2 separate regions of the Hordeum vulgare genome follow, and region 1 is linked to region 2. The links are chromatin contacts, called in public Hi-C maps. All regions are on one chromosome and are shown on one strand. Each heading gives the region's core, a stretch centred on a gene start, on an enhancer-like site or on the middle of the called end of the contact. The rest is flanking DNA. Distances are from core to core; before and after follow the strand shown.

What was found. Hi-C and Micro-C count contacts between places; a contact is called where the count stands out from the background.
Region 1: a contact with region 2 is called in a Hi-C map of leaf, with 8 times the contacts expected there. The contact joins the enhancer-like site here to the promoter of LOC123443182 in region 2. A contact is called at or near these places in 2 of 6 Hi-C or Micro-C datasets (leaf and seedling).

The regions. Positions count from the first base shown.
Region 1 is chr3H:116,673,760-116,676,459 of MorexV3_pseudomolecules_assembly, forward strand. No RefSeq gene overlaps it. Among protein-coding and RNA genes, the nearest start is that of LOC123439642, 44 kb to the left of the region's middle. Within about 2 kb of position 1,447, at least 2 of the 3 cell types and tissues checked have open chromatin away from gene starts, as enhancers often do. A contact at or near this core is called in leaf, where this site is marked.
Region 2 is chr3H:116,279,190-116,281,893 of MorexV3_pseudomolecules_assembly, forward strand. It overlaps LOC123443182 (probable F-box protein At3g61730), which reads left to right and starts at 1,314. Exons shown (of 8, transcript XM_045119478.1): 1 at 1,314-1,860. The coding sequence starts at 1,325. It overlaps LOC123443183 (vesicle transport protein SFT2B), which reads left to right. Exons shown (of 6, transcript XM_045119479.1): 6 at 810-1,243. The coding sequence ends at 888.

The DNA of each region.
Region 1 (2,700 bases), core at 197-2,696, 390 kb after region 2:
CTAGCGTCACCAAACGATAAGCGTGTGGACCCTACGGGTTCGAGAATCATGTAGACATGATTGAGACACCTCTATGGTCAATAACCGTTAGCATGACCTGGATGCCCATACTAAGAAAAGAAATGGACCTCCCAGATCACACAACCATATAGGAGATAGACGGTACCTCTCACAATAAACGAGATATAATATCTGCGGTACTCCTCCTTGGCAATCCCTATTAAGGGCCGAAGAATCGAACTGGGGATCTCCCAATTCGTAGCTTACTGTGGAAACCGTTCCACCTGAGGAACTTGATGTGCTAATGCAGGCAGGTTTTTTTTTTACCATCGTCTCTTTCGTCTTTACTAATTTCTGTTTCTCTGTTTTTTTTTCTTCATTTTTTCTGTTTTCTGTTTTCGCTTTTCGGTTTCTTTCTTATTTTTCCTTCTTACTCGTTCGATGATTTTTTCAAATTTGATGATTTCTATTAAATACATCCACATTTTTATTAATTTATGAATATTTTTCAAATTTTCTGTACTTTTTTCCAAATGAAGAACTGTTGTCCAAAAATTTCATTTTATTTTAAATTTGATGATTTTTTCCAAACTCGATGAACTTTTTTCTAAAATTGGTGAATTTTTTTTCAAATTCGATAAACTTTTTTCCAAAGTGGGTGAACCTTTTTTTTCAAATTTGATGAATTTTTTTCAAAATCGGTGAACTTTTTTCAAATTTGATGAATTTTTTCCAACATCGGTGAACAGTTTCAAAACCGGTGAACTTTACCAATAAAAAAATAAAAATTCGATCAATTTACAAATTTGTAGTTTTCCTGTTTTGTAAATTCGTGAACAATTTTTAAATTTTGATGAACTATTTTCAAAATTGATGGAATTTTTTCAAATTTTAGTTTTCTTATTTTGTAAAGTCATGAACAATATTTCAAAGTCAATGAACTTTTTGCCAAAATCGATGAAATCTTTTCAAAAGCGATGAACTTTTTTTGTCAAAGTCGATGAACTTTTTGCCTAAATCGATGAACTTTTTTTAAACCTGCGAACCTTTTTCAAAATGATGAACTTTTTAAACATTTTTAGAAAGTTTTTACAAAACGGGTGAACCTTTTTAAGTTTTGTGAACTTTTCTTGAAAAGCGATGAACTATTTCTCAAAATCGATGAAAGTTTTTAAATTCATGAGTTCTTAAAAAAATATAAACTGTAAGTGATAAGAGAATAGCGCGGCTATACTTATTGTCACAATGTAGCGCTACTAAAATTACAAGTGAGCAATGGTTGTGTTGGTTAGCTAAGCTCGAACAAGGACGTGGCTATGTGAGTTCAATTCCTGGAGGATCCATTTTTTGTGTTTTTTTTGTTTTGACGAATTTTGAACGCTTACACAGCCTTCATGGGCCGGCCCAATAATGCATTGCAGCGGGCGTCAGATACTTGTTCGGGCGCTTAAGGCGCCGAACAGGAGCTCCCCTCCTCCTTCATAGTCTAGCATGGACTCATGGACGACCAAACTGTTATTTTGAAAAAATAAAGGTTCATTGCTAGTATCTCTGAAAAAATTAAGTATTTGCCTAAAAACTAAAAAGTAAACAAAATTAAGTAAGTAAGTAAAGAAAATGTCAATGAACTGCGCCCATGCGCCAAACGCATAAAGAGCTCGCTTGTCCTGTTATCAGCCTGCAAATCCTATTCGTCTTTTAAATGGGCTGGCCCAAGCGTCCCGATTTTGGAAACCTTCTACTAGGTTTAAAGCCTGTTATTTTTGGTTTTGAGAAACTTCCAGAAGGTTCTTTGAACCGGTATTTTTTTTCTTTTTTCTTTTTTCTATTTCTGTCTCAAAAACTGTTTTGGATTTTTTAAAAATGATTTTGGATTTTCCAAAAATGTTCTGCATTTTCAAAACAATTCTCGATTCTGAACAAATGTTCTGTATTTTAAAAAACTATTCATGATTTCAAAAAAATTCTTCATATTCAAATTTATTCTTAAGATTCAAAAAATATTCATGCTTTTAAAAATTGTTTGCGCTTCCAAACTTTTTCCTTTCTAAAAAATATTATTCTGTATTTCAATTTTTTTCTCAAGATTCAAAAAATGTTTCTACTCGAAAAATTGTTTGCATTTCCAAATTTTCAGCAATTTTCAAAAAAATTCTCGGTTTCAAAATTTGTTCGCAAGATTCAAAAAATGTCCGTGCTTTAAAAAATAGTTCGCGCTTCGAAATTTGTTCAGTTTTTTCCAAACTTGTTCAGTTTTTCCAAATCTTGTTCTCAAGATTCAAATAATATTTATGCTTTCGAAAATTGTTCGCGCTTCCAAATTTGTTCAGCTTTTTCAAAATTGTTCTCGGTTTCAAAATTTGTTCCAAAGATTCAAAAAATGTTCGTGCTTTAAAAATTTGTTCGCGCTTTCAATCTTGTTTGGGGTTTTTTAAAAATTTGTTTTCAAGATTCAAAAAATGTTTGTGCTTTAAAAAATAGGTCGCACTTCCAAATTTGTGCAGGATTTTTCGGAAAATTTCTAGGTTTCAAAATTTGTTCTCAAGATTCGAAAAATGATTTTTCAATGTTTCTGCAAATCGTTCTTCCTTTAGAAATTTTTTTCTCAAGATTTAAAAAATGGTCCTGCTTTAGAAAAATCATTCACGCTTCCAAATTTGTTAAAAATAATTCAAAATTACTTATGTTTCAAAATTTGTT
Region 2 (2,704 bases), core at 64-2,563:
TACAAGTATACAATCGTAAAGAGCACATACCTAAAATGCTACTACCTCTGTTTTTAAATATAAGACGTTTTGGCAGTTTAAATTGAACTGACAAAACATCTTATATTTAGGACCAGGGGGTGTACCAACTAATAATGCTCTATCAGTAGCCCATAACCATGAGTGGTCATAGCATCATCTCTGTATAAATGGTCCGTGGCATGTGCAAACCTAGAATAAGCAATGACTGACCATTAGCTCCTCAGGGCCGTCGAAATGCTGTGCGCAATGGTCCAGGCAGCAGACAAGAGTGAGTAACCAGTAGCCAAACCTTTCGTCTAGAGTAAGAACTAATAAGTAATGCTGCAAGGATTCGAAAGCAAAATAAAATAAAATAACTGGAGTTACCACCTAAACTGGCCTGTATGATAGTGTGGCCGTCGCGTTTTCCTTTCTGAATCACGGCATGCAGTTCTCGTTTGTCCTTGGAACTGTTTCTTCTTGTAATCAGTGTCCAGCAGCAGTGTGTAGTAGGATATGGTATCTCAGTTTGAACCAAAGGAAAGCATGACATAATCTTATATTTGAACACAGAGCTTCAGTGGATTGGACCATGCAATGGTGCAAACTTGGCTATACCACTTAAAAATGTGTAGCGGCGAACGTAGATGCAGGGTATTTGGACACTGTAAAATCTCCAACCTAGGAAACAGTCCGCAGATTGTATCTCTATTTCCTGTTGTTTCCCCTTTCAATCAACTGACAGAATTACCTAGTTTCAGAAGAAGAAGGCAGAATTACCTGACAATGTTTCTCTTATTCCACCTCAGGTATAGCTTGAGCTACATCCCTTTCGCTCGAAGGATTGTTTCCGACCTGATGGTGAAGCTTTGCGACACTGAGCTATGATCTTACTTGGGCGCCTGATGGACATTGTCAGCATGCTCCGGCGCCTGAAATTGGAGATCTATTCATCTCCGCTGGGCTCCAGCAGTGCATGTATTCCACCCATTTCCCTTTTCTGTTGATGAATGATGAACGGATGAAGCTCCGTAATGTGCATAAATGCTACAGGAGCGACACTTTAATTTGTGCAGCTCACAACCCCCCTTCTGTAATCCTTGATTCCATTTGTTTATTTCAACTGAATCAAATTCTGTGTAAACTACAGTAGTTGCTGCAAAACTCAGCTGTAAACGGCATATTTGCTCTGCACTTGTGTACTTCCATTCAGAAGCTGCAGCACATACAGTTTATTTATTAATCCTGCACTTTTCATTCCCCCTCTTGCAGAGGAAACCGGGCAACCCTCGTTCGCGTCCGCTGGCCTGTGGGGTCCACCATAATGGACGTCGCGGCGGGCCCACATGCCAGTGAGCCGGTGGCGTGCAGCTCTCTGCTTCAGTTCTCCCAACCATTTTCAAATTTCGAAACCCGTGTCGCTCGCCTCCCACCTATATATGCGATCGTCCGTGCTCCTCCTCTCCCCCGCAGGCAGCGGCAGCAGCAGCAGCGCATGGGCAAGGCCTTCTCCCTCCTGCGCCCGCAGCCACAGCCACAGACGCAGACGCAGAGAGGAGAGGGGGAGGGGATGGTGATGGAGCTGAGGAAGCGCCCGAGGCCGCGGCGCCTCGACCCCGACTTCGTCTCGTCGCCGCCGCCCACGCCGCCCAGGAAGCGGCCGCGGAAGCAGGACGCGGAGGCGAAGCAGCCGCGCCGGCCGGTGGCGAAGAAGCAGCCGGCGCCGAGCAGGAGGGCCAGGTGCGTGCAGCAGGGCATCGGGAGCCCCGTCGCCGGGCTCCAGCCTTCCAGGTGCTGCAGGATCGTGGCGCCGCTGTCGCGCGTCTCCTTCATCCCCCGCTCTCGCGTCCCCTTCAACTGGTAAGCTGTTCCCCGCTCGCTCTCTCCGCTCTCCCGCTGCTCTCTCTCTCTCTCTCTCTCTCTCTCTCTCTCTCTCTCTCTCTCTCTCTCTCTCTCGGCGTATGCGTGCGTGCGGGTCTGTCGATTTGAATTTTTCCGTGGTGGCGGATTTAACTGGGCCATGCTTCGAGTCGATTCGAGTTCCTAGTTTGAATCCTCTGGTCCTGAAGTGCGCGTGTGTAGTTCCGGAATTTCCCCGTGGTGCATCGGATCGGGGGGAGGGAATACATCTGTGTGATGAATCCGTGCAAATTACCTACTGAATTGCTTATTGAAGTGGTTTGAATTCTGCTGCTGTGAATCGAGCTTGGTATTGTGTTGCTGTTTGAATCCTCTGGGTGTAGTAGACTGGAGCTTGGAGATTATTCGAATTTCTGTTGCGTCGGATGTGTTTGGTGTAAGAACTGGTGCGCCGTGCCCTCGAAATTCTGGGCTTAGCGTTTCCAATTAGAAATGCGGACTCGCTGGTCATAGCTTCGTGTGTTTGATTTGATCCGGGTACGGTTCTGTTTGTGGTTTTGAAGCATTAGGTGTTCGAATTGATCCAGTGCGCCCTCTGCATTGCTGTCTGCAGTCGCAGTTTAGGTGTACTGCTGTGTCATTTTGTTTATTTGTTCGGATTCGAATTCACTGGAGTGGAGTGTTCATCATTAACCAACGTCTAATGTCTGCCGTATGAATCGAATTACTTGTGACTCTGATGCTTCAGCGATTCTACTGGGATTGGAATGGTGGTTTCCTGCTTTGTGTTGTGATTCAGGAATTCGTTATCTATCTGTTCTGTGATTTGTGCTGCAGGCTTGAA